Linked DNA regions of Mus musculus: regions 1, 2 and 4 are each linked to region 3. The links are chromatin contacts, called in public Hi-C, HiChIP or PLAC-seq and capture Hi-C maps. All regions are on one chromosome and are shown on one strand. Each heading gives the region's core, a stretch centred on a gene start, on an enhancer-like site or on the middle of the called end of the contact. The rest is flanking DNA. Distances are from core to core; before and after follow the strand shown. Region 1 has its middle 16 kb from the start of Gm35247. Region 2 has its middle 13 kb from the start of Gm41171. Region 3 has its middle 46 kb from the start of Dleu7. Region 4 has its middle 31 kb from the start of Gm46480.

Region 1 (6,863 bases), core at 309-2,808, 440 kb after region 3:
TGGTGTGTGACTTCTATCTCAATAAAGCCATTTTTAAATGACAGGATGAGACTCGAGAGAAGAAACTTACAGTAGACAGGAGGAGCGGTCCTGCATATTGTATGGAATTAGAGGAGAATCTGACAGGTCAGTGAATAGCTAAAGTGTGTTTGATCTGTTGATATGCGTACGCTTCCAGCACCCTAGCAACTCGCACCAACAATGTAGTATATGCTCTGTTTGCATCTTCATTGTTAATGTTTCGTTTAAATGTTTTAAGTATTACCACACTAGAGGCTATGGAGACGGTTCAGTCAATACAGTATTCCAGGGCAATAAAGCCTTGCAGTTATGAGAGTGAGAGTTCAGACCCATAGCATACACATAAAGACTAGGCACAGCAGTGCACATCTATAACTCAAAGGCTATGGGGTTGAAGACAGGGCAATCCCCAGAGCCTATAAGCAGCCAGTCTACTGAAACTGGGTAAGCTCCTTGTTTCAAAACTAAAGAAATATGGGATCTGAGTCCTCTCTCTCTTTCTCTCTCTCTCTCTCTCTGGGTGTGTGTGTGGGGGGGTAAGGTGCTTGCTACATAAATATGAAGACCAAAGTATGAATCTGTGTCACACCGCCACACATCTGTAGTCCCAGCACAGTGGGTATATGGGTCTGATGGTCAGCTAGTCTGGCACAAGTGAAAAACTCCAGGTTCAATGAAAGACCCTCTCTCAAAAAGTAAGCCAGAAAGAAGCAGAGGAAGACACATATGTTGATATCTAGATACACACACACATGCACACACACACACACACACACACACACACACACACACACATGTGGAAAGTAACTGAGAAAGACACCCTACACCTATCTCTGGTCTCCACCTGCCCGTGTACCATGCACATGCACACAAAGACTGAAACACCCACACACAAACACATGGTGCAACACATAATACACAAAAGAGTTACCATATTAAAACTCCAGCACACTATCAATATTGCATAAATAAGTTATATGTGTAATCCCAGAACACAAAGGAAAAAACTTACCTGAATTTTTCTCCAGTTTTTGCTGGAAAGCATACACTAGATCAGTCTACAGAATTAGGCGAAGTCTAAGGAAATTCTATATCCTGTCCAATTAATTAAGGGGTTACAAGCAATGACAGTAAATTAATTTTTCTTGCTTCAACCAAACACAAGCATCTCAAAGGTCTTGGGTAAAGAGCTGACCAGTGACTCTGTGGACTGCTCTCATCATCATCTCCAGCAGTCTAAGCCCCAGGACAGGGAGACTTGGTCAAAGCAGACAATCCACAGCTGGGGTGTCAGTTCATTTTTGACTCACCATCTCTACACTACATGAAGTGGAGATCCTGAAAATGAACCAGCTCATTAGATAACTTGATTGCTATCTGAATTTCGGCCAATGTACACAGCCTGCAGGTGGAAGAAAGAAATATAATATCCGATTTCGTAAGCAACATTCAACTGCAGGTGCAGAGTGCAGCCTTCTCACTAGGAAGGAAACTGCACTGAAAGCATCCCTGGTTTAAGACAGTCCTGGAGGCTCTGCCTCTTTTCCTGTCCCTTGGTTCTGCTTTCACTGTGCTGACTCCAACACTTAGACTCTCTCTCACCCAAGAATGAAGCTGGCCACTGGAAACTTTACAATCACACTGTCTTTATAGCAAAGGAACCCAGCAGAAAGATCAAGCCTTATCCCAAACAGTTCCAGCCCAGGGCAGGCTTGGACAAACTGTCTGAGTCACATGTCCTCTCCCCAAGTGTCACTACAGTCAGGCACATGGGGCTCCTTGATGGTCCAGGCTTGGGCCACATGCAGCCTTGACTCTAGAATGCTGCAGTCAGCCCCATGAAAGACTGGGGAGGCGTGGCATCCACAGAGATAGCAGGCAGGCAAAAGCTTGCACCCCACACACACAGTAACTACCTTTCATGGCATAGTAATTTGGCACTGATGGCTGTAGCCTTGGGCTTTGGAAATTTACCAAAGTTCTGTCTCCAGTACATGGATAATGCTGCTAACCTGGGATGGGAATAAGTAATTCCAAATCAGAGACAGAAGAGGCATTCAGGGAAAGTCTGCCTGCCTGCAGATCACCTTCACTCTGAACTTGGGGGAGGCATGTCTAAGATGCATCTGACACTGACATCTTGACTCTTGGGTTAGCTTGTGTGTCAGCCTATGTGTGTGCTGGCATTTTTTATGAACGTATAAGTACCATTCCACAGCAGCCCCTGATGGGGTTCACAGGCTGTGAAATGTAACAAAGCAGATAAATATCTTGGAAATGCTCATAGTTTCTTTGATGGACATGTGAAAACATTAAATAGGAGCCTCCCAAATGTTTCCTTTCAGCCTCATATCATAGGAAGAACCAAGATTTCAGTAGGCTGCAAATGATGGAGCTGATTTTATACAGAGTGCTCCAGGTATCAAATTGTTTGATGCTGCTGTTGCTGGCTCTTCTTCTTCTTCCTCTTCCTCTTCCTCCCTCTTCTTCCTTCTCCTCCTCCTCCTCCTCTTCCTTCTCTTCCTTCACCTTTTCCTCCCTTTCTCTCCCTTTCCTCTCCTTCTCCCTTCTTTCCTCTTCTTCCACCCCATCCTTCCTCTCATCCTCCTACAATGTCCTCCTCCTCCTCTTCTTCCTCTTTCTCCTCTTCTAGATAAAGGGTCACTATATTTCCAAGGCTTGCCTTAAACCCCTGGGCTCAAGTCATCTTTCTGTTTCACCCTCTCAAGCTTCCCTGGGAATACTGATTCACACCACTTCCCTGGGATTCACTGATTCACACCACTTCCCTGGGAATACTGATTCACACCACTTCCCTGGGATTCACTGATTCACACCACTGCACTTGGAATTATTTTTTATGCTACATAATATCATATGCCCTTGTAGTAGTTTGAATATGTATGGCTCCCATAGGCTCATAGGGAGTATAGCCTTGTTGAGTAGATATGGCCTTGTTAGAGAAAGTAAAAATGTGTCATGCGGGGAGTGGGAGCTTTAAGATCTCCTATACTCAAGCTATGCCCAGTGTCACTCATAGTCTTTCCTTCTGCTGCCTGTTGATCAGGATGTAGAACTCTCAGCTCCTTCTCCATCAACATATCTGCCTGGATGTTGCCATTCTTCCTGCCATGATGATAATGAACTAGACCTCTGAAACTGTAAGGCATCCCCAATTAAATGTTTTCCTTAGTAAGAATTGCCTTGGTCACAGTGCATCCTAATAACAATAAAACCCTAACACTCCTCAAAGAAAAACAGTATGTCTCTTCAAAAATGTAATTCAGAAGTTGCCTGCAATATGTACCTTGGTTTATGATGCCTTACCATAGCACTTTTGAGAATAGAGTATGTTTTCAAAGTCTGATAGCTCCTAGTTTCATTCTGTTGCTGTGGTAAAACACTGGCCAGAAACAATTTGGGGAAGGAAGGGTTTATTTGGCTTACACTTCCAGGTTGCAGTCGATCACTGAGTTAAGTCAGGGCAGGAATTCAGGAAGGAATCATGAAGGAGAGCTGCTTGCTGGCTCAGTCACAAGCTTCTACTTCCCTAATTTCCTTATACAGCCCAAGACCTAGTGCCCAGGAATGATATCTCCTATGGTAGCAAGAGAACACACAGTCTTTCCTTTGTGCTCAGAATTATGATTTTAATGATCACGCAGGGAAAGTGTACTTGCGTTAAGACACCACCAGCCACACCCACCTCCTCTACGAAGTTGTAAAGTTCTGACAAGAGTGATGAATTCCAGTTTGAGCCCACCAGCAGGAGACAGATACCTTACCAACTATCTGAAGAAAGATCATTAAGGCACAAGACTGAGCTTATGAAAGTAGGGTAAAGGGGCACCTCACAGGCATCAAGGAGAAAGGTCTTTACTGAGCAAATGAAGACTCAGAGAGTCTTTTAAAGGCTGAAGTTCAGACTGCTAAAGAAATAACATTCATAATTGATCCTGGTATCTCCCAGCTTGAAGGAAGGGCTCCCTGCGCTGAAAGCCTTGCAGAGTGGGGTATCTCTGTAACGATGTGGAGACAGACCCTACAAGTGCTGCAAAACCACAGTCTGGATTCAGTTGGGGCAGCAGTCCAGGGACTGCTTCCCACACAATAAAGAAAGCTACTGGGCTAATGCCCACAGGGGTAGGAAACAGTTTTCCAGAGTCCTTCCAGAGGCCCCTACAGACAGAGCTCGACATAGACACTGCAGACAAAGCAGCAACACAGTATTTAGGGGGCCAATCCCAGCATCCAAAACAGGAAATGAACCACTGAAAATCGGTCTTCTTTGTTATTGCAGCAAAGCCTTGCCTAATCTCAAAACCAACAGGTGATCATAGACGTCAGGAGATGGTCACTTCTTAGTCCTTGGACTGCCTGGGGACTGGTGCTGATCCATGACCCAGGTGTTAGTTTAAGGGAACAGAGGTTTGTCTTTTGTACACCACTACTTCCTGATTCTCTCTGAACGTCCTAGTTCTGATTTTGCAGTCTAAAAGAGACAAACTCTGCCTCACTCCAGCACAGAGTTTCATCACTTGTTAAAAACTCCTTAACTTAAAAAGCTACGCTCACATCTCAAGTAGAGCTTTGAATTAGAAAAGGAAGTTGTAGGGGGAAAAAAGAAACATATAAATGTGTGTGATATATATAAAATATCATTATGTAAACTTATATAACACCAGATATAAATATATAAACATTTCTTTTCTCCACTTCCTACACCAGAAAATATGTGGTATATCTGTGTACAGATGTGTGTGTTGTACAACTGTATGCCTTACATGTCAACCGTTCCAGAGACTGTCACCACAGAAAATCTTTTCATTTTCCCCTCAAACAGCTAAGGCAGCACACTGCATCAGAAGGTCATGGTACAAAGAGAAGAGAGAGGAAGTATGTAGAAGTGAAGATGAACTGCCATCCCTAGGGTAGCCACTGGGCTCCATGTAGCTGGTGTTGATGGGTGTGTAGGCTTAAGGGTTGGTAGAATTAATGGGGCCTCTTAGAGGGTCTAGCTTGGATCCCAGTTATGGGTTGACTGTGGCGTCTGAAGACGGCACCTCTGCTAATGGGAATGTTTCAGGAGCTGGTCCATCCCTGTGTCTGAGAAGCGACATTTGCATTGGGCTACCCAAACACACAGAAGTGAGGTGGGCACAGGGAGTTCCCTGCACACAGTCTCGGGGTGGGGGGCACCCAAAAACAGAGCCGTAGAGGGCTGGGAAGTGAGCTGCAGAGTTATTCTCATGGCACTAGAGTTCTGTGAAATTTGCCGTCAAGTTAGTTCTGGGCATGAAAGTAAATTCAGGCAATAGCACTCACAGCCTGTGGTAGGAAATACATACCTGCAGGATCAAAGCCTAAGGCAGTAGTTCTCAACCCAGGGGTCTAACAAGCCTTTCAAAAAGGCCCCATATCAGATATCCTACATATCATATGTTTACATTATGATTTATATAACAGTAGCAAAACCACAGTTATGAAATAGCAACATTAATAATTTTATGGTTGAAGGTCACCACAACTTGAGGAAGAGTATTAACCGTGCACAGCATTAGGAAGGCTGAGAACCACTGGGTGACCACAGCTGGACCTCTGTCCTCTGAAGGTCAGGCCAACACCCTTCTAGATACTTCTAGATGTTCCTGAGTATATTGAATTACACAGAAATTATAGTTTTAAAGAAATCAAACAATTTCTTATATTTAAAAAAGGCATTTTGCCATTCACAGAGGCTTGAGACATCCAGATGTCAAATTTTAGTACATATTACACTCTAAATCACTGGGAGAAAAATGTCTCGGAACAGCATCTTCAAATAAAAAGCCTTGGACCAATTACGGACTCATCTTTCGTGCCCTTTCATGCCAAAGCTAACATACTTTTAACGAGATATAGCAGAGCTCAACACCAAATATTAATTTCTCATTGACACAAAGTTTATATGCTCAGGAATTTATCATTAGGCACATCCAAGTGATCAAAAATAGACACTCACACATCTATGTACTGATTAAGCACATCTGCACATAGGAGGCGATCAGTGGAAACAGTAAAGAATATGCAATATGAATGATAACGTGAAATGAACATAAAAGCAAAGAGGAACTCCAAAGGGGAAATAAGAGTCAACAGATATCAGAGTTCAGAGTACAGTCTCCCACTGCTATTCCCGGGCATATAAGCTTTGTGTGAATGAGAAGTTAATATTTGGTGTTGAGCTCTACTATATACAGTTAAAATGTTAGCTTTGGCATAAAAGGGCACTGGGGATGAGGAAATAATTGGTTCAAGGCTTTCTGTGTGAAGAGGCATTTTCCTGCCAGTAAGTTATAATATAAATAAAATGTAAATAATAATATATAAATAATAAAGTACAAATATAAATACTAAAATGTATAGTGCTAAATGTTGAAATGTGGATGCCTCAAACCTATGTGAATGGCCAAAGGCTTTTGTTTTCCATGAGACTGTTCATTTTCTTTAAAAAATATAATTTCAATGTAATTCAATAAGGGATGATATTGCTTGAATTCAGGACATCTAGAACTAGCTAGACTAGCATTAGCCTGGCCTTTGGAGGACAGAGGTCCAGCTGTGGCCATCACATGTTAGGGTGGTGTGAGAAGCTGGTGAGGTGTGGGAGCAGCAGCTGCAACTGCATACCCCACCACATATATGTTATCCTCAAATTATTTTGAGTGCACAAATTGGAATTTATCTATGAGGATAGTGGTTTTAAGGGGATATAGGAGAGATCTGCCCTGGATGCTGACATTGACCATACCATGTGTTGTAAACGAGTGTTCTATTGCAAGAACTGAGGTGAGTGGGTGGGC
Region 2 (6,859 bases), core at 773-3,272, 380 kb after region 3:
TAAATGTCCACCAACCACACACACACACACACACACACACACACTTTGTGGGGTGAAGAAGGGTAGTATTTGGACTGAATCTTTATAAGGTAAATACAATTTTCCAGGGTACACACAGAGCAGAAAGGATAGTTCTGACTAAGTGTGCACAGTTAAGGCAGATAAAAGTGTACTGGTTTGGAGCTAGAGCAGTTAAGAGCACATACCATTCTTTCTAAGAACCAAGTTCAATTCCCAACACCCATTTCGGGTAGCTCACAACCACCTGTAACTCAAATTCCAGGAGGCACAACACCTTCTTCTGGCCTCTGCCGCTACCTTCAAAGACAAACCAGACCTCGCCTCATGCTTGCCAAGCCCAAGGTCAAAGCCCTTCTGTGTAGCACGCAAAGCTGCAACCTAAGCCTTTGTCTAGTTTAAAGCACAATGCAAAAGCGGGCAGAGTGACCTCGGGTGTAATGAGGAGTGTTAGAGGTAGGGAAGGAATGGAGGACTGGGAGAGCCTTGTTCTGAAGCTTGGGCAGCTTATGAAAACTGGCCTACAGTTATCTCTAAGCCAGCAGTTCTCAACCTGTAGGGCAAGACCCCTTTGGGCGTCAAATGACCCTTTCACAGGGGTGACCTAAGACCATTGGAAAACAAAGATATTTACATTACAACTCATAACAGTAGAAAATTATAGTTATAAAATAGCAACGAAAATAATTTTATGGTTGGAGGTCACCATAACATGAAGAACTGTATTAAAGGGTCTCAGAATTAGGGAAGCTGAGAGAACCACTGCTCTAAATGTACCTTGAAGTTTAAGTGTATAAAGGACTATACAATAAACCTTCCCTCATATTATTTCCTAGAGAAATAATAAATGTTCAAAGACAAAATAGAATTATCAATTTATTTGTGAGATTACAGGCAGATACATAAAAGAGTTAAGAGTGTTCCCTGGAGAAATACATTCTCTTTATTAAGGTCCTTTTCTGGCCATGAATTTGTTTCCCATGCACTTAGCCAACATTCAGAGATTTCAGGACAGTGATAGCCCCTGCAGAGGGATTACTGCCCACAGGCTGAGAGGACAAACCATAGATCTCCTCATGCTGCCATGCCCGAGGTCAGAAGTCTTCAGTATTGTACACAAAGCTGGAAATTTCCAAATAGTCTAAGAAAACGCAAACCATTGCAGACAGTTTTCCCCCATTATTTATGATGCGGCCCACGATAAGATGGAGATGTTCTGAGCCTGAGATGCTCTGTGTAATCAAGACAAAGTTAATGGCTTGTTTGAGGAGTCGGATTCTAGTCTTGCCTGAAGGGGTCATTTTCAAGCTCCCGTTCCTTGACAGGGTTAAGCTGCTCATGGATTCCTTGGATACAGTTACAAAGGGTCAGTACAATACAGACCCAATCTTTAATGCTCCAAGATAAGAATGAGCTGGGGGTATAGATCTCTCTGTCTTGCCTCCTTCATTTTTTTCTGCCTCTATAGATGGCTGAAATGCAATGATTTCAGTAGATTGAAGCTACACAGCTGGGCCAGCAGCACCAAACCACCTTAGCTGCTTGTGAATTTGAAGCAAGGTTTCAAGTATTGAGTCATGAGGCATTTGGCCATCACTTTTAGCATGCCTGCACTTGGGCTCTTGAAGTGTCTTTGGGCTCAGGAAACAGTGGCGGATGGCGATGCTGGTGACTGAGGCAAGACTTAAGCAGACTCTGTGCCCTGCTGCCAAGGAGCCTTGAACAAACACCTGGTGCAGCAGGATCCTCCTCTGAAGCCTTCACAGTGCAGCAGGCGGGAGCTAACCGTGATGGCCTTTCTAGCTACCATCAGCTCAATTGTTATAAAAGCAGGAAGTGCGGGTCCTAGAAAAGAGCAAGTTCCTATTTTCACAAGATTTCTCAAACTGTTTCGAAATTTCAAAGCACCAAGCCATTGCTTAAAACTAGAACACAGAGCTGTGGCAGCTGTAAGAGTCTTGAGAGATCATCGATTCTAGAAGATCTTTTGACGGAGAAGGAAGTGAGGCCTTCACAGGGGAAGTAGCTGTACAGACCTGAGGGAAAGAGATTGGGCTCCTCACTTCCCTCTAAGCTGTGTGTATGCTGCCTCCTCTCTGTGGATTCTAAGTCAATCTATCAATACTAGGCCAAAGGTGGGATGAACAGATTCTCCATCTAGCTCTCTTCCACATCTGTTCCTGTCTAGCTCACATGTAGATATCCCACACTTCTCAAGCATTACTAATAAGCTCATGGCCTTCTTAATGAATTGTCCAAACTAAGATAACATATTCCATCCCTTTCTTTGGTTTTTGGAACAAACTCAATTATTTGAGATGGCATGAGGGCATCCCTTTATGAGAAGGGAGTGGATTGTGACAGGCGAGAAGAAACACTAGGTTGGACATGGCTTCATTGCATCTTCCAAGGGTTCATGGTAAACCTTAGTCCTCAGCACTGCCATGTTAAAGAGTAATGAGACCTTTAAGAGATGGGACCTCAAAGGAGATCGTTAGATCTTTCGGAGCATACTTAGGCACAAGGTAGCTGTTCCTAGGGCACCCTGGCAAGTTCTTATCAAAGGTTATAAATTATGAGATTCATCTGCCGCTCACTCTGACTTCCTGTTTTGTCATATAGTTGTGGCTTTTCTTCTATGGTCCTTCCATGACATCATCCACAGTGAAGCAGTGGGGTCAGAAGGTCCCATCAGAGCAGACTTCAAGCTTTGTCCTCTCAGACATCAAAATCGAAAACTAAATACCCTTCCTTCCTTCTTTCCTTCTTTCCTTCTTTCCTTCTTTCCTTCTTTCCTTCTTTCCTTCTTTCCTTCTTTCCTTCTTTCCTTCTTTCCTTCTTTCCTTCTTTCCTTCTTTCCTTCTTTCCTTCTTTCCTTCTTTCCTTCTTTCCTTCCTTCCTTCCTTCCTTCCTTCCTTCCTTCCTTCCTTCCTTTCTTGAGAGAGGGTCTCACCATGTAGCCCAAACTGGCCTAAAGCACTGAGACTTCTCTGCTTCTGTCTCCTGAATACTAGATTTCCACTCACTATATCCAGCCACTATATCCAGCTAACCCCATAGGACAAAGGAGGAAGTAGGATCTGAAGAGTAAACACAGGGCAACCAACCATTTTTTTAAATGAATTATAGAGAAAAATAAATTAAGGTCATGAGGGTCTCAGAAAACGCAATGTTTGCCACTAAAGCTGTTGGCTCTCTCAGTCCATCGCACAATCTTCCACAGCTAGCCTCAGAAGTAAATCTTATCAATGCTGACATCCTCAAAACCATAGCTAAATAAAGTCACAGACTTAAGCATAAATTAACAATTGGCTAGATGAGGCCAGGAGGTGCCTGAATTCACTGAGAGGCTAGCCAGAATGAAATCCTAGCAGGCGAGTGATGGGTTGGGAGAAGTTCAGAACTGCTAGGCTTCTAACACACCAGCAGATCCTGCACTGATTCATTCTCATTCTCTTTCTCTCTCTCTCTCTCTCTCTCTCTCTCTCTCTCTCTCTACACACACACACACACACACACACACACACACACACACACACACACACACACACACACACAGTGAGAGAAAAAGGGGTGGAGGGAGAGGGAGAGAGAAGCCATTTTTTGGTTTATTGGTCAGTCTGCCCCACTTCAGTTTTACCTGGGCTTCGTCCGGTTCACTGCTATGGACTGAACCCCTTAGTGGAAACAGGACAGGAGAATACTTTGGGAGTCTGGCTTGTGTTTCTCAGTCCAGCATCTCACTCATGGCAAGCACACAACTAAGTCAAGAAGACTATAAAGAAAAACATTGCCATTTTACTGTCCCTGCTTTTGTAACTGAAGAATGACTGGTGAAGGTTTTACTAGTAGTAAAATCCTTTGCTTGCTTATAAAGATCTTATGTTGAGAATACTTTCTATCACAAAGGGAAATGAATACGCATTTTTTAAAGTATTAAATAATAACTATTTTTCCCCTGGGCTTCCAGAATGTGGCATTTATTGGTACTGTTCAGAATTTACATTCAAAGGACATGAACTATCTAAGTTCTTATGAAAGGCATTGGGTTTTTAATTTGCAAAACACCAAATAACATCACAAAATATTCACTACAAAAACAAAAAACAAACAAACAAACAAAAAAAAACAAAAACAAAAACCTGTGTTGCAATTAGAATAGGGGCTGACTTTCCCATTAACAATTCTGGTTTCCAGTCTGGCTCAGTAGCTAAGCAATGTCATGGCTTTGATGAAGTTTCAATAGTCTCTCACATGTGGAGTGGAATGATGGCATCTCTGGCTAGTGTGGAACTCACTAAGTAGACCAGGTTGTCCTTGAACTCCCAGAGATCCACTCGCCTTTGCTTCCCAAGTGTCCTATGGGAGCCAGAATGAAGTGTAAAGCCAATGTTTTCCATAGCTCTTCCAGTAGAGCTTTGAGTTTAGACCGTTGACTTTTCTTTGGAAGAGATTCCAGCATACCTGCTTGCTTCTACCAACCTCTTCCCACTCGCATCCTCTTCCCATCCCCAGGGAGAAGCAGCAAAGGCAATTCTTTGCAATCCCTATCAGAAGTCAGGCTCAGGCAAGCTAGATGAACTGTGTAGCATCACCTTAGCCAGAACATAGTGGAAATGAAAAACCACTCTGAATATCTCAAGAGGCTCCCTTTCCTCTGCCTGAGGGCATCGGGGGTCAATGAAGACACCCTCACAAGAGAAACCGTCTCAGAACAGGTGAGAGAAAACTCAGAAGCTGTGTTCCCAGGTCACCTGGAGACAGCATGGTCTGCAGGTCAGAATAAAGGGATCGCTTATCAAACAAGTCCAGCCAATGACCAGTAGTAAAATGGTGATGGAAAGTAAACACCCAGACTTAGGGATGACTGTGTATAAGCAAATGGACCTATGCCTAAATTAATTAATTAGTTAATTAATTGATACAAGGACTTTGCAATACTGTTGAGCTAGGTTATAAAACCACACTTCATGATGAAGCAACACCTTCCTGAGAGACCACATGCATGCAGCTTTTCCAATAAAAGCATGAGCAGGACCTTTATCAGTAGTCCCCAAATCTGTAAGGCACCAAAGGCTATAGATTCTTGCTTGCTGGCTCACAAAACTCTTTGTTAAGCTGACAAGAGGTTAGCATGCCCACAACAGGGACCTAGTACTCCACATCAAAAATGCCTTCACTTCTGGTCCAGCCATATGACAGAGGAACTTTATTAGCCTTTAATAGTGCATGGATTTTGAATTCTTAGATTTCAAATAAGAATGTGCAGGTCTGTGTTGTTTTTTCCATCTTAAAACTAGAAAGTAACTCAAGTCCAATTAATTTTTATTTCACTTTGTGTCTAACACAAACCTCCAGGTAAGACTACTCAAAAGAGAATTCTAGTAAGCCAAGAAATCATATGACAGTCATTTTTAAGACTGTTTTATGCCTGGGAATAAACCCAGGATATGTCTATAAAACCAGGAGAAATTAGTTCAAAGAAAAATCAATCATGTATAGAGTTCCCAAGGTCACCGCTAAATAACTGTAACACAACTGCAAAAGAAAATGTTTTCATCAGACCGCGTTGTTAAAACCACTGAGTTCTGATGTAAGAGAAGACGCCAGCCAAGTCATCTGATGGGTGTTCATAAAGATACCCCAGAGCAGTTGCCTACATTTTCAACTCTGCCTTGATATGTACCCTGGGAGAAGCCAAGGCCTCCAGACCTCGCCTCTCTTGGACGACTGCCTAGAGCAGGCTTGAGAGGAGAAGACAAAAGTTACATCCTGAAAACAGCAACATAAAAGATCAAACAAAGCCACAAAATTCCTCTGTTTGAGGGATATTTTTTTTTTTTAAGTTATAAGGTCCCTGGGCAGGGCTTAGGTGATTTCAAGGTTTGCGTGGCTCTGAATTATTTTAGGTTGTCACATGGAAAATGGGGTAAAGGCGGTCTCCTGAAGTTGCTGAAAAGCATCTGCTTTCAATCCAAGTATTGGCATCCAGTTTGGAAGTGAGAAACAAATCCTAAGGAGAAACACTGCTGAAGGAAGAAAGGGTGCGTGCATCTCGGAGAGCGGGCAAGGAACGAACGGAGGTGGTGTCCACCTTAGTCCACTGAGCTTGACTGTAACAAGATAGCCGAGATTAAGCATTTGCTACAGAAAAGAGGCTTATTTAAGTTACAGTTTAGGAGGCGAAGAGTCGGGATAAGGTAGCCCCATCAGTTTGGTCTCTGGCAAGGGATCTCTGGCTACTTTACACCATAGCAGAAGGCACCATGGAAGAAACATGCATTAGAGGAAAAGGAGGGGTCACATGACCAGACAGAATAGTCCAATTGAGGCACAAAGAAAGGAAGCTGGAGTTTCGGGAATGGAGTGACCAACACTGTCAAACACGGCATTATTTAAAGATGATAAAACCAGTCAAGGGCAGGAATTAAATGTGACCATTGAAGACCATTGGTAACCTTCACCTTACACTTATTTTCTGTTGCTCTCTGAAGTCGTAGATTCTAGGCTGGTCTCTGGTGCTAAATGATGAACACACCAAGACAAATCCTCCTTTGGCAGGCAGAAATTAGTCAAACAATCATGCAAATTAAATGACTCAAAAGATTCTATGGTAGATGAACTAGACATGGACAAGCAAGATGAGTCAGCTAAGAACTGCTTGTACAAGAATGACAGTCTGAGTTGGATCCCATAATTCGTGTGGAAGAAGAGAATTGGATCCTATAAGTAGTCATCTCACCTCCACAAACACACCGTGGTATGTGCATTCACACAAACACACACACACACACACACCACCAACAACAACAACAACTACTACTACTACTACTACTACTAC
Region 3 (7,564 bases), core at 3,607-6,106:
TAATCTCTTTTGAAAGCAAGGAAACTTTCCAACAGCAAGAGGAGTGCTTTCTTGGTTTCAAGTTTTCCCTTGAACACTTTTGAAGGTTTTTAAACTTCTTTTTACACGCAGTCATACAGGCTAAGCACTCTTCATGGTGCTCTTGGGTCTGAGTGCCACCTGCTGTGACTACCAGATGCCACCTCTCTGTCCTTTTCATGCCACTAGCTTCTGTCCTGTGCTGTTACGCTTTCTACTTTCCATACACCACACTTCCCCCGTGCACTCCCCACAATGTGTCAACCCCAGGTAGACATCCTCCCCACTTGGTGAAACATGATTTATTCTTCAAACCTGGCCCAAATGACACCTTGTGTCTGGAGCCTTCATTGTCCCCCTGTCATTCTGTCTCCTTCAGGAAAAAACCAAAAACCTAAACTAAACCTAAAACAACCCCCAAAGACAAAACAACAGACACCCAAACTACTCTTACTGACTCTCAGAGCTCTTGACATGTTGATAAGCTGCACACACACACACACACACACACACACACACACGAACAATCCAACAGTGGAAACACAGTGTTTCAGCCACACAGGAGTGGGCCATCTGTAACACCATCCATTGCCTTAGAGAGAACGAAGATAGCCCAGCAGACAGCTATCATGTAGTAAAAGTCTCCAAGTCCAGCAAAGAGGAGAAAGCTTGTTGCCATAACTTCTGAGGATAACATTATTCAACTATTGTCCCCAAGTCAAAAGTGTCCATAGAAAATATTTTAATTCCCTTTACACTAGTACCAAAAGAAGACTATATGTAGCAGTCATTTTAGAGTTCATTTCCAATCAATCAACTGACCAATCATTAATCAATCAACCAAGCAATCAACAATCAATCAATCATCAATTGATTATTTTTCTTAGTAGACTCTTGTTATATAGCCCTAGTTGGCCAGGAATGTATTAGGTAGGCCAGGCTGGCCTTGAACTTGGTGTGACCCTTTGCTCTGCCTGTCACAAGGACTGCAGTTGTGTAATCACATCTGGGTTACAGAGTCTCTTTTAGACAAGATCCTAACCTCTTCAAGTCTCTGTACTTAGTTCGATCTGTGCAGGCGTAATTAGGGATGGGAATGGCTAGTATGACTGCAGACACAGAAATCACTACAGTTAATAAAATTTCCCTTGCAAAATAGCCACTAACCTGTCCAATCTACTGGGGAGGAGCTAAGACAGAGAACAAACTAGACAAGTGGCATGCAAATAACAAAACCACTGGTGGACGTAAACCTGAGCAGCTTCTGCCTTTGAGCTTCAAAACGGGAAGCCAGAGGAGTAGTGGGAATGGAGAGCGGGGAAAACATCTTTGTAACTTCAGCCCTCCAGCTGGAGAGAGAGGGGAGGACTCAATGCCTCTCTTTAGAGGGTGAGGAAGGCAGGGCAGCACCAGCAGGACCTTGGACCAGGGACTCCAGAGAAACAAGACTGCCTGGCTTTGGCTGCGGCCTCTGGGTGGGGCAAGACCAACTAAACTGGCATACCCGGAAGTCCTTGCATGGCTGGAAGGTGAGGTGGTACGGACAGCCTGCTCCTGGCTGCCACCCACGAGGCCCTGCGGCAGGCCCCACCGCCAACGCATAATATGATCTTGAGAAAGCTGCCCTCAGCACTCCACGTTTAGCTTTAAATGGAGAAAACTTCAGTGACGTTTGTGATGCTGTGTAACCCGAGAGTTATACATATTGTGTTGCACATGCTACTGTTTTTTCGAAGGAACTGTGAGTGCAGAGTTATTCCGCGTGGAATAGACTGTTTCCGTCACCCCTTTCATTATGCTTCTATTAACATCAGTAAAAGGTTTCACAACTGGGCAGACTGATGTCTGTCACCTTCCAAATGACCCTTGACAAGGCCATTTGGTGTGGTTGCCTGTTACAAAGCCTCTTGGAATTTTGCCCTGTTGTCAGTGGCTAGACCATGAACTCTCTTTAGCATGGTCTCCCTGAGCACAAATTCTAATGCAGGGGGTGGGTCAGTAGACATTTAATGAACATGTGGAGTGAGGTCCATTGTGGTGGGGTCGCTTAGAGGCAGTGGGGCCACATGCTTTGTCGTCCCCTGAGGTGGCACAGAAGCAAGCTCAGTACTGGAGAGAATGACTAACAATCTGGAAATGCCATGTTCCAAACGAAGGGACTCTAGTGTTTCTCTTTTACTGAGTTAAAATAATTAATAATTAATAATAATAATAATAATAATAATAATAATAATAATAAATAATAACTTGTCTTTTTCTATCTTTCCAGTCCCGAGGGAGTGCCATAGCTGTTGAACTCAAGTTTTAACAAAACACAGAAAGTCCATCTTCAAATATGACAAGAAATTGCCATTTCCTCTTTTCCTATCTTTCATTCCCAGTTCAAAACCAACTTTGATTTGTTTGAAAGCACATGCTGAGACATTAGCGTTTTACCTGGGCTCCTTGGATCCCACAGCAGGCTCCAAGAGAAAGGATAGGATAGTGTTGTAGGCTTGCTTGGGCTGTGATGTGACCCCTCCCAGCAGCTGTGCTACCCACCCTGGCTCAGGCTGGAGCCTGAACAGAAGCCTCCAGGCAGAGGCCACGCCCCTCAGAGCCCCTTTTTCCCATGTCAGCGACTTCCACTGGTTGAATTTAAGATCTAGCTCTGCTCTCCCAACTCATTCCTGGAACAACCAGCTTTATCCGGTGTGCCCGTACTCAGAGCTTTCAGACCCTCAAGTCTGTCCCGTACCAAGTCTATTTCTAAACCTTTGACCGATTTACGTTCCCGCGCCTTGTCTGCAGCACGTTTTGTTTGCTGTGTTGCGGTGTGTTCACTACTTTTTGTTAAAAGCGCGACATTAAAGGGTTCTGTATATTGCTCATACACAGATAATGCAAATCTGTTTCCCTCTCCCAAACCTGTTTTCCTGCCACCGGGGCTTCCTGACTTTCCCCGGATCTAACTCAATGTCACCAGAAGAGCTGGGTATAAGACCTCTTTGGAGTTTAGCATGGGCCTGGGAGTGTCCCAGCATTCCTCACTTCCTGTCACACTCCATTGTTCAGAACGAAGTCCCAAGCCAAATGGAAGGGCCATCATAGGCCACACCCACTGGAGTAGATAACCTGGAATTGGTAACTAGCCTATGGAGAAGAAGGGAGTGTGGCTGCTGGTGAATAGCAGCCAATGGTGTCATCATTAGCTATGTAATACTATGCATTCGCTATGTTAGACTCAGCATGGGGTGCTTTAAACTGCTGGGTTACGCATGCCACTGAACTAGCTCTGGCCCATATTTTATTATTACTAATTAATTCATTTATCTATTAAGTATGTTTACATGTAAGTATGTGTGTTATGGCTTATGTGTGTGGAGGCCAGAGGACAACACATAGGAATTAGTTCTCTCCTTCCACCATGTGATTTCTGGGGATAGAACTCAGGTCCTCAGGCTTGGTAGCAAGTAGTTATATGCTGAGCCATCTTGCCAACCCACAGCTATATTTTAGCTCCAGTGTTTGTTAAATGAGTAAGTAGCTGTGACTGACAGTAATCATACTACCCTTCCATTTCCAGTCTTTGTACTGAACCTCAGTTCTGCAGAGAGCTTTAAAAGCAATCTCAGTGTGAGTTAAGACTCCAGACAACTAGAGAGATACTTAAGGAGCACTAACTGCTTATTGATAAGCTAATAGGAACACAACATACTTGTAACACCGTTGTCAGCTAGAACTCCAAGATGGGCTGTCTTAATGTTTCAACACTCTGAAGGGCGGTTTCATATTAACCAAAGCCAGGCCTTGTCATGCTCCTACGGTGGCGTGTACGCTCTTTTCGTGTGAAATCTTGGTTTGTCTCTGCCGTATTATCTCTACCGCTGTCTTCCGAGAAGCATAGGTGGACTGGCTGAGAGAACAGGGGTGGGGTCCATGCAGCCCTTCCCTTTCCTTGTAAGATACATGATTGGCTGAGAGCAAACATGGTGGCAGCCCAAGTTCAAGGTCAAGCTTGCTTCTTCCTCTCACTGGAACCTCTTCTCCAGTCAGGTGTCTGCATCGGGGTGGGGGTGGGGGGTCATTGGAGTCCATGCCATGTAAACTTGAGCACTGAAGTCCCAGCACCAGGATAAACTGCCTTCTTCCTCTGTGTCCTCACCCGGCCCCAACTCCATCTTCCACTGTCCTGAGTCATCTCATTCAGGTGGGATCATAGTAGCCCTGTCCCTTCCTTGCCTTTTTGCTTTCCTGGGGACATAGCTCAAGTACATTTACTCACGTCGATGAATACCTTTCTAACTATTCTTTTTTCTTTTTCCCCCCTCGTACCTTGATGGGGAGACACTGTTTTTCAGATGAGTACAACAGCGTCCTATGGCTGTTCTACCTTCCTCAGGAAGGTGGGAAACCTGTAGAGCATCTTTGGCTTTCCTGGGGCATCTGTAAAGCTGGTTGATGAGGGTAGAAAAGGTTGGGCTGAGTAGTGGACAGAGTCCTTTTCCTCTCACACCCAGTGAGACTCCACCTCCTCCCTGAGCCTCCCCCGCCAGAGCTTGGCTGTCTGCACTCCCTGTAGTTTTGAATGTCCCCAGCGTGCTTCCTCTTTTGTTAGTGTGTGAGAGGGGACAAAGGTTTCTCAGGGCTGTCCTTGAACATGGATGATAGTCAGACTCCATGGCCAGTCTTCAAAGATTACAAGAAAAAACATCAGGGGGCCTGGGAATCTGGGAACATCCTTGAGTTTCACATGAGATCCCTGTGGGTGTAAGATGACACCTCAAAGTCTACATACACTGTGTCGCAGACAGACTCTAAGAAGGTTGGAAGGGGAAAAACAAACTTCTCTCCCACGCAGCTCCAACTTCCCCCTTCAGATCTTGTCTCTTTTGGTTTTGAAACAAAAGCAATATTAATGCTGACAGATACATAAACAGGGATATAAAGTAGACATCTTTGGGACACCAAGATTTGCGGAAATACTTGCTATTCTGTGCTGAGATGTTTCCATTTCCTTATGTGCCCTTTAACTATATTTTAAAACACTCACAGTGGGCAGTTTACTTCTCTGGGGTTGGTTAGCTGCCGTGTGGAATTAGGATAAAATCATTCAGAGGTTCATTTTGGTGCTCATAGTCCAGGAGTTCATATGTGTAGTCTGTCTTGTTTAGTCTGTTTGTTATTCAGCCCGGTCCAAAAGCACTATAATTGTGCACTTTCAAGAGTAAGTAGTAGATGCTTGTTTGTGTATCTGCTCAGTTCCAACCTGAGAACCTGGGTGCTCATGCACACCCCACACACTCCACATTATGGTGGAGGACACCAGACACTTCGTAGGCAGCATTTCATGTGAACAACAGACAAGCTATCAGATGCCACTGTCGTGCTGTGATGGGGCTCTGTGTGTTGGGAAGCAGGCTCCAGATATATGTTCTCTGAAACGGAAGCAGTTTATTTACAGATATAGAAAGGAAAACCGAGGTTCGTGTCACTGCAGCCTTCCCGGCAGCTCTGAAACCTGCACTTGGCTGAGAGTTGAAAAGATGACCCTGATGTTAGGGTGACTGCCCCACATGCCAGGGGAAATGTGCCCAGGAGAACCTGCTCCCACTTCCACTCTCAGTAAGCCTCCCCCCCCCAAAAAAAACCAAAATGGGAGCAAGTAGGGGTCCTCAGTAGAGTCTTCAGCTAGCATCCTTTATCATCTTCACTGCCACACCGGAAACCCAGGATCCGCCCTTTGATGACACTTTCATCTTCCCCAATCACAATTTCACCTCTTGCCTCTTGGAAAGTGCTGGAATGTCACTTTAATTTCAGGAAATAGAAGAGCATGCTACGTGTACACAGTGTGAGGCTCTGGCTTTGGGAGAGATTGGAGGTAATAAATGGAGTCTCTTTAGAGCATCCACATAATACTGAGATTCCTTCTAGTCAATACTAGAAGAGCTTTCCTTGTCTTCACCCTGGTCTTCCTCAGCCTTGATTTTATTTATTTAATGATCTCTCCATCCCCAACCTCTCTTAAACACACATACACATAGAGACACACACAGACATACACACAGCCGCAGCCACACAGACACACTGACACTCAGACATACACATATAAGGAGGGGGAGAGGGAAGGAGAGAAGGAGGGAGGAAGGGAGGGAGGGAATATTTCATAGGCCAGCTTGGAGTTTTAGAATCACTGCATACAATATATTTCTGCCCACATTCTCAGACAGGGTTGAGGACCGTGGCACCTGTCCAGGTTCTATGTCTTAGCCAATATTCTATTGCTGTGAAAAGACACCATGACCATGGATTTAGGCCTGTAGAGAGTCAAGAAATCACAGCAGGACTATAGGGAAAAGCAAAGGAGAACAGAAGATAGCAAGTACCAGGGCTCTACAATCTTCCTTAAGTACATGATCTTGAACTAGCTGCATCTCCTAGAGCTTCTAGTATACCTTCCCCTCCCACCAGCACCATGCTCTAAAGACATGGGTCTTTGAGAGGCACTGGACATCCCAACTATAACAATGGAGCAGGAAGGTGAAATTAGGTTTCCAAGGAGGAGTGAACAATGGCTCTAAGCAGAGAGATATCCCTTGTGTGGGTGGTCTGATATGCGTGGAGGTGGGAGGACAAAAGAAAGCACTGGGGAGGAGGGGCAGAATGGCATATTGAGAACAGGCAGAGTCTAGACATCATATATCCCTGGGTAGAATCTGTCTCGTGGATGAGATTGGCAACCCTCCCAGTAATAGGCCCACAAGTACTAGGGTTGCAGATAACAGGTTTCTGATATCTTTGCTCAACCACTCCAGCAGAGTTATTAAGTGGCCTGAATATCCTGGAAAAAAAATCAGAAGTACTTTAATGTCATTTTCTGAGCCAATAGCAACTAGTCTTTTAGCAGTTCACACTAACACTCCATTCAATCCTTAAGATAGCTAAGACACTGGCAGAAAAGGATCTAAAACTTGGAATGAAAGCAAAAACTGACACTCGGATCTTGCAGTGACATCAGGGAGCAAAGGTCACCCAAGAACCTCCTTGAGAAATTTTTTTGGATCACCGCGTTGCTTAATGTTGACTACTATACCCAGACTTAGAGGAGTCATGACTTAGTTTGAGTGCTTTAGCCCTAGAAATTTTACAGCTATTTTTTCCTCATTAATATAGATAAACCCAGGAATTTGTAATCTGTTGGATACTATAAAAATTATATTTACAGAACATTCTTTCCCTATTTTTTAAAAAGCCTATACCTTTCTTGACTTCCAAACTCTTCTCTGAGGGGGTCTGTGCGGGTTAGTTTTGTGCCAACATATAAGCTCTGGTCATTTGAGAAGAGGAACTCTCAATTGAGAAGTTACCTCCATTGAAATGGCCTATGAGTAAGTCTGTAGGGGCATTTTCTTAATTGATGATTGATGTGGGCAGGGCCATCCCTGGACAGGTGGTCTTGGGGTAGATAAGAAAGAAGACTGTGCAAGCTATGAGGAGCAAGTTAGAAAGCAGCATTCCTTCAGCTCTTGACTTCCTTTGATGGTGAAGTGTTACCAGAAGTGAA
Region 4 (7,076 bases), core at 2,591-5,090, 510 kb after region 3:
GGTGCCATCTTTGGGCTGGTAGTCTTGGTTCTATAAGAGAGCAGGCTGAGCAAGCCAGGGGAGGCAAGCCAGTAAGGAACATCCCTCCTTGGCCTCTGCATCAGCTCCTGCTTCCTGACCTGCTTGAGTGCCAGTCCTGACTTCCTTAGTGATGAACAGCAGTATGGAAGTGTAATATTCAGTGTAAGCTGAATAAACCCTTTCCTCCCCAACTGCTTCTTGGTCATGATGTTTGTGCAGGAATAGAAACCCTGACTAAGACAATCACCTAAAAGAATTCAAGCTTCTTTCTTTAATTCAGCCAGAGTGCTGATATATGAAGAGTAGAAAACCCAATACAAAGTGGCAGTGCTTTTCCAGTTCATCCCATGGCGTCCACAGCACTTACAGTCTCCCTTCTTAGGGCACACTCTCCAGTTGCATACTGATGGTAAACTGCAGCCAGATAGGTGGGTAGCGTTACCTTCTGCATGACGTAGGCTTCTGTAACTGCATCCGCAATGATGAAGTGCTGAGTTTAGCAACTGACCTACAAATCTGCCCAATTAACAATGAGCTCTAGCAAGCTGTGTGAGTCATTTAGACGATGCCACTGCCTATGAACCCATTCATTCCCCCAAGTTGCCATCTTAGCCATGTATTGAAAATATGTTTAATGATCAAGTATCAGTTACTATGATTATGCAATATTCTGAAAATATCTCTTTCATTGTAAGAGACTAGAAATTCTACTGGACCAAACAGCCAGAATTAATGATACGCCTTGAAGTCACTTAAGACTTAAGATTGATATCCTACTGTGCACTCGGCCTGCTTAACTTGCCTTTAAGAGCACAATATAACCACCAAACTCATTTGCCTTGGATTTACCATGCAATCAAGTTTTACAACCTAAGCTAATGCATAGCTGCAATCTAAAGTTAGGTGCTCTTTCATGTCCCTGACCCAGAACAGTCACGGGTAGCATTTGCTGAAAGCAGCAAACACAGATGTTGAAAACAATCTTCTAAAGTGAAGCTCCACCACAAATGTTGAACATAACGTATATATTTATATTGGTTGGTAAACAATGGTGTTTGTAATACTGTTTGTTATCTTGGTCAGTTGGGGCCAGTTGGAGTCCCTGACTCAGTCCTTTATAAACTCTGTTAAAGATTTCTATGAAGTATTCCTCAGCCCTTCCCCCATGTGATGTTCTCTGTGCTGTCCAACAAATACAAAGCAAATCCCTTTGTGAGGGACAGACAGACAGACACACACACATACAGTTACACATAGACAGACATTAACACAGACACAGGGACAGATTCACAAGATCCAGGCAAGTACAGATTCAGACTGTACAACAGACAGTGGAGCGAAGACACAGCAAACATAAAGTAGATAATTCAAATCTGGACTCATTCTTGGTTAAATGACTCCAGGGAGACACACTGGAGTCATTTCTTCCTTAATGCTACACTGATGTGTTCTTGGTGACTCAGAGTTAATCACCAATGTGTTTAACCCATGCAGACTATAATCTTTACCACCACTTCCTACCTTAAAGATTCAGGATAAATATAAAATAGGTTAAAAAAAAAAACTTTAAAAGCATTTTCTTCACACACATCCATTAAGAATCTTGAGTCAAATGATAGAATCCTCCACTGGTGGTGGCTCATGCAGGTAAAGGGTTATTACCTTCACAGAGTAAGCAATTGGGCTTATAACTTCATGGTCACAAGCGGCTGACCCAGCTCTAGGTTACATTTGTAATCAAGCAAAGATGAAGGGTCAAGAGCACAGTGTTTTGGGCACCCTTTCATCTGCCATCAGGAGCACAAAAGCTTTCTTGCAAATCTGCCTTCTCCTGTTCCTCCCCACCCCCTTCTTCCCAGCAGACTTCTGCTCAGGTCTCACTGATCAGAACTGGGTTTCTCAGTCATGCTGTCTTAGTTAGGGATGTACTGTTGTGAACAGATACCATGACCAAGGCAACTCTTAAAAGGACAACATTTAATTGGGGCTGGCCTACAGTTTCAGAAGTTCAGTCCATTATCATCAAGGCTGGAGCATGGCAGCATCCAAGCAAATGTGGGGCTAGAGGAGCTGAGAGTGCTACATCTTGTTCCACAGTCAAACAGGCTTCCAGGCAGCTAAGACAAGGGTCTTAAAGTCCACACTCACCGGGCAGTGGTGGCACACGCCTTTAATCCCAGCACTTGAGAGGCAGAGGTAGGCGGATTTCTGATTTCAAGGCCAGCCTGTTCTACAGAGTGAGTTCCAGGACAGCCAGGGCTACACAGAGAAACCCTGTCAGGACAGCCAGGGCTACACAGAGAAACCCTGTCTCAAAAAACCAAAAAAAGAAAAAATAAAAGTCCACACTCACAGTGACACAATTCTCCCAACAAGGCCACACCCACTCCAACAAGGCCACACCTCCAAATAGTGCCACTCCCCGGGCCAAGCATATTCAAAGCACCACCCATACCTAGCTTCAAACTCACTATCCTTATCTTCGGTGACAGATCCCAGTTGGCCTAGAATACTGTCACTGTCCAGGCTGGACATGTTGCTGCCAATATATGAACCAAATCTGAGTGTTCTCTGTAAGGAAAAGCAGACACAAGCTAGCAGCAGAATCTAGCCCTGTTCAGGTCAGTAGTGCTCACCAGAGTTTACACAGCAAAGAGCTGTTAAAGGCGCAGGAGTCAAGATGGGGTTTTGTCAGAGGGAAGGTAGAAAAATGAAAATTGCCTGGAGTCAACTCTCTTCTCTCAGGCAGATTCTTGCTGAGCGTACAAACAGGTCTCAAGCCTGGAGGTTGTACTACCTCTGCACCTCCAGCGGACTGTACAGCTTCTATAGGAATAGGAAATGAGTTGGAGACCAGGAAGCTTGACCCACACAGGCTCTCACTGCTGGACACATTAAACAGTGGTTTGGCTTGCGATTTTTCAACAGTAGATTGGGGAGAATGTGGCGTGCATTCAATATTTTGATTGTTAAATCTGAGTCCTTTCCTAGCCTAGCCATATGAAGTCTAGCCTCTATCTGGAAGTGAGGCCGTATCTGCCACAGCAGCTCCCAATCAGTGGGGCAATAACAAGCAGCAACACCAAGCCACCATAGCCTGAACTTGAAGTTCCTGTGTGAACCAAGGCTTGACCCTACTGTAGGCTGGTGAGCTTCTGAGTTAGGCTGCTTTGCACTACCCCACCCCGACCCCACCGCCAACTCCCTGCAAGCGGGCCTTTTCAAGGACTTGAGGCTTGCTTGCTCTTTCCTTGGTGCACAGTTTAATCCACAGATCTACGGTAGCTTCCTTCGCTCCCTCATTCCAACCTCTGGACTAGCTGAGGTTAATGAGTAAGGGGCTGGTCAGGTCAGGGCTTCCTTTTTGGCAAGGATGACAGAGTCTTCTCCCACAGTGAGTCAGGACATCAGCCCAGGGAGCTGCCAGCAAGGCCAGGCTTGGGAATGCTCCCTAGCCAATGACAAATACAGAAGTCATACTAGATCCTGGAAAAAAAAAAATGAGAATGGTCCACAGGGAGTTCCTCGGGAAGTGGGCTGGGGACTGTTAAACAAGGTTTAAACTGAAGTTAAAGCTCCCCACTTGCACTTCTGGGATAAAATAGAGCACTTTAATCAAGGGCAGTTATAAAGCAGGAAGTTCAATTTGCCTATTGAACTGAAACAAAACAAAACAGCAACTGTGCCTTGTTTGCTCCAAAGCAGCCCGACTACCATTCTAACCTGTGTGCAGAAAACTTGCACAGGAGCATCTAAATGTGTTCATTTTAGATTTTTCTCAACCAAAGTTCTCTCCTTAGAGTCTTTATTGTGGCGGGGGCAGGGAGGGGGAAGTGCTGCCTCTTTAAACAAGCTCTCTCTCCGGGTTTTAAAATGCTCAACTCGTTTCATTTTCTTGATAAAATTTATCTGTGATCAGGACTGAGTCAGACCAAAAATACTTCTATAAGATTTGACCTTTTACTGAAATCCCACATTGAGATAATACACCTAAAATGGTGGTTACCAGTAAGGCTTTTGTTTTTCAAAAGTACATTTAAAATAAATCACTTTTTTTCAAGCAGAAAACTGTTTTGAATTAAGTCCTTCACAGCCGATCAGCCTGAGAGTTCTCGCTCTTTGATTTCCTTTTCATGCAAATTACACCAGGAGAGTTGTGCGTGTGTAGCACTGTCCAAACCACATTTAGCTTTCACATTTACTTCGTGTCCAATTAAGTCTCACAAGTTTACTTGCCTGTAAGACTCTATAAGGATTACATTATTTTTTTTACTCCTAAAACAAAAACAATGCCAGCAAAAGCCATTTTTTATTGTTAGCGAATGAAACATTTTCCAATTTTACAAGGATAATTAATTCTTTGCACTTTTTCTCATGATGATGAAAATACTTTTTATTTTTGTGTGTACTCTTGTTTTTTATTGGCTAAATTTGCTTTTCAACAGTTCCATACCCACATACAACACATTTTGATGACTCTCAACCCTCCCTCCCCCTTACCGCCTTCCTTCCTGTACAGTCCCCACCCGGCTCTGCAGCTCTGCAACAAGTCACTTTCCTATGTCCAGGCCCCTTTGTTTCGTTCAGGGATTTTTAAAGCACGGTTGTCTGTGTGACCGAGAGTTTGGTACTCTCTGTTGGAGCGTACTCTCTGTTGGAGCGTGGTGGGCTCATCGTTGACTGTATGTTGAAAGGCAGTGAGGGCAACAACTTTTCATTCCTTCTGATGAAGTATTTTCATGTATTTTTTTTTCTTAATTCCAACAAACTCTTAAATGCTTTATTATTTAAAGAGTTTTTAAGGGCTTTTCATTTGAAGCTCTGTGACTTATTATAATAGCTACTCACCCCAGCTGTGAGGAGTGCCCACCTGGAGTTTAATCACCTGATTTCTCAGTGAATTCTTGTTTACCCTTGAAATGGGGGGGGGGGAGAGTGGGAGGGAGTGGTGAGGGGGAGACACAATTAATGACAGATTATCTAAAACAAAATCAACTCCAAAATTCCTGTGAGAGGCTATTTGTGTTAGTGGCAGATTTTGCGTTTTCCTTAGCAACTTGCTGTGAACACCTGAGGATAACAAAATTTTGAGCTGAACAGGAAGTCTAGGAAGAAAATCATTATGAAGCAATTACATCTAGTTTTCTAAATCACCATAAAAGGAATGTGCTGCCTCCAGAGTTAGCAGTGGTGAAGTGACAGGTTTTAAAATTGGATCAGAGAAGCAGGATTGGATGGATCTCAGGTAGTAAAGAGCTTCCCTGGCACGCACAAAGCCTTGCCTTCCATCCCCAACACCACAGAAGCCAAGCCAAGTTAGCTCGGGCCTGCAATCCCCACTTTCAGGAAGTAGAAGCAGGATGATAGGTTCAAGGTCATTTTAGCTAGCTGCACAGAGTCTGGCTGGGAAAAGCTAAAGATTTCATCAGCCCAAATGGCTGGTGTAAGCTAGAAAGGAGAATGAGCTGAATGGTGAGAAGCCGGATGGTTAGGCTCAGGGAAAGAGTCTCGGGCACGGTGTAGAGCAGTTAAGCCGCACTGCAACAGGTAGCCACCAAGAAGAGGGAGAATAGAAGAACAATGGAATAGGAAATCTGCTTCCAAGTCACAGGGGACAGCAGCAGCAGGAATGGCCACAGAATCTAAGGAAAGCCAGTCTTTTGTTTTAGGGTTTTGTTATTGTGTATTAGGTATGTCTTGTTTTGTTTATATTGCTGTGGATAAAACTTCTAGACAAGGCTAGCTATCTCAGACCTCAAGTCATCTGACACCTTTCTTTTGGACTAGCCACTGAGCAAAGAGAAAGTTTATCACAGAATAAAGACCATTGTAGCAGGTTTTGCCTCCTGGTCTATTGGACTAGAGATTGTAGGAGCTACACCTTTCATAAGCCAACCCCACAAGAAGGAGTCCCATACGCAGGATGTTCTGCACACCCCAACACTATTTTCCTGTGCTAATGAAAGAGTAGTAAACTCAGTGCTCCAAGGTATGCTAATCATAAAACAGATAGCGACATTCCTCCACCCACCCACTTCCTGGGTTCAAGGAGTATTCATTCAAAGAAAGTCACCCTGACCCACCCTGACCATTGCTGGAACCCGCTTTGCAAAGGTGCTATTGTTAGGGGCTCTTAGAAACTGTCTTAAAAGATAACCTGAATAATGTGACTTTGCACTTCCTTGTGACTCTTAACTGGTATCTTTGGTATCCCACACACACACACAACGCCCTCCCCACTTCCTTGAGTTGTGGTTTCTTCCTTTAAATACCCCCTTATCCAGCTACTCGGGGCGCCATGGTCCTCTACCCCTGCGTGGTGTATGACCATGGGCCCGAGAGCGCTCTTGAATAAAAAATCCTCTTGCAGTTTGCAGCAAGATCGTTTCTTGTGGATGATTTTGGGGTGTCGCCTCTCCTGAGTCAGAACATGGGGGAGTCCTCACGTTGTGGGTCTTTCACTAAGAGCCGTGTAATCTTACCAGCTAGGCCAGACGGATGTTGACAGCTTTTGCTTAGTCGTAGTCTCGACTGACGCGAGACACTGAAACAGAACAATTTTAACCCCAGCACTAGTGTGACAGAGGCAAGTGATTCTCTGAGTTCCAGACCAGCCTGGTCTGCATAGTAAGTTCCAGACCACCCAAGGAACTAAAGGAAGAAAAAAAGCATTTTATTGAGATGAGTCCGATCCAGTGTTCCTCTGAGACGAGGCAGGTTAGATGGAACTGATAGTAAGAAAAACTCGCTGGATCCTTGTGTCCTGTCACAAAAGCACAAACCCCTGCCTAAGTGGTCCTTGTGAAACCCGGTGACCTGTTGAGAGTTTATTTAAATGTCAGCACCTTCGAGGCATGGGAGGTAGCACCTTTTATAGAACTATGAGAGGACCACCATGCCACTTCTTGATGGCAGTGGGTGGCATATACTCTGGGGTTATGACACAAGACAAAGGAGATCTAGAGATTTATATAATTCTTTGAAAAAAAGAACATCCCATTTATTTATTATAAATATTATTACTTTATAATGTACTGTAACTTTCTCATGCTTTG

What was found. A called contact is a pair of places that touch in the nucleus more often than the background predicts. HiChIP or PLAC-seq counts read pairs in DNA pulled down with a chosen protein or histone mark. Capture Hi-C pulls out chosen DNA fragments and counts their contacts.
Region 1: a contact with region 3 is called in a Hi-C map of microglia, with 4 times the contacts expected there. The contact joins two enhancer-like sites. A contact is called at or near these places in 5 of 484 Hi-C or Micro-C datasets (Sertoli cells, bone marrow-derived macrophages, hemogenic endothelial cells and 2 more) and 1 of 9 other capture datasets (embryonic stem cells).
Region 2: a contact with region 3 is called in an H3K27ac HiChIP or PLAC-seq map of bone marrow-derived dendritic cells, with 6 times the contacts expected there. The contact joins two enhancer-like sites. A contact is called at or near these places in 1 of 15 datasets of contacts at CTCF or cohesin (large pre-B cells), 7 of 484 Hi-C or Micro-C datasets (ECoMG-derived neutrophils, bone marrow-derived dendritic cells, bone marrow-derived macrophages and 3 more), 7 of 115 datasets of contacts at active chromatin or transcription factors (acute myeloid leukemia, bone marrow-derived dendritic cells, bone marrow-derived macrophages and 4 more) and 1 of 9 other capture datasets (embryonic stem cells).
Region 4: a contact with region 3 is called in a capture Hi-C map of bone marrow-derived macrophages, with 10 times the contacts expected there. The contact joins two enhancer-like sites. A contact is called at or near these places in 6 of 484 Hi-C or Micro-C datasets (Sertoli cells, bone marrow-derived dendritic cells, bone marrow-derived macrophages and 3 more), 6 of 115 datasets of contacts at active chromatin or transcription factors (T-cell acute lymphoblastic leukemia, bone marrow-derived macrophages, embryonic basal ganglia and 2 more) and 2 of 9 other capture datasets (bone marrow-derived macrophages and embryonic stem cells).

The regions. Positions count from the first base shown.
Region 1 is chr14:61,798,731-61,805,593 of GRCm38.p6, reverse strand. No RefSeq gene overlaps it. Among named protein-coding and RNA genes, the nearest start is that of Gm35247, 16 kb to the left of the region's middle. Within about 2 kb of position 1,558, at least 13 of the 459 cell types and tissues checked have an H3K27ac peak or open chromatin away from gene starts, as enhancers often do. A contact at or near this core is called in bone marrow-derived macrophages and microglia, where this site is marked.
Region 2 is chr14:61,856,659-61,863,517 of GRCm38.p6, reverse strand. No RefSeq gene overlaps it. Among named protein-coding and RNA genes, the nearest start is that of Gm41171, 13 kb to the right of the region's middle. Within about 2 kb of position 2,022, at least 83 of the 459 cell types and tissues checked have an H3K27ac peak or open chromatin away from gene starts, as enhancers often do. A contact at or near this core is called in acute myeloid leukemia, bone marrow-derived dendritic cells, bone marrow-derived macrophages and 1 more, where this site is marked.
Region 3 is chr14:62,242,888-62,250,451 of GRCm38.p6, reverse strand. No RefSeq gene overlaps it. Among named protein-coding and RNA genes, the nearest start is that of Dleu7, 46 kb to the left of the region's middle. Within about 2 kb of position 4,856, at least 35 of the 459 cell types and tissues checked have an H3K27ac peak or open chromatin away from gene starts, as enhancers often do. A contact at or near this core is called in acute myeloid leukemia, bone marrow-derived dendritic cells, bone marrow-derived macrophages and 1 more, where this site is marked.
Region 4 is chr14:61,734,040-61,741,115 of GRCm38.p6, reverse strand. No RefSeq gene overlaps it. Among named protein-coding and RNA genes, the nearest start is that of Gm46480, 31 kb to the right of the region's middle. Within about 2 kb of position 3,840, at least 137 of the 459 cell types and tissues checked have an H3K27ac peak or open chromatin away from gene starts, as enhancers often do. A contact at or near this core is called in bone marrow-derived macrophages, where this site is marked.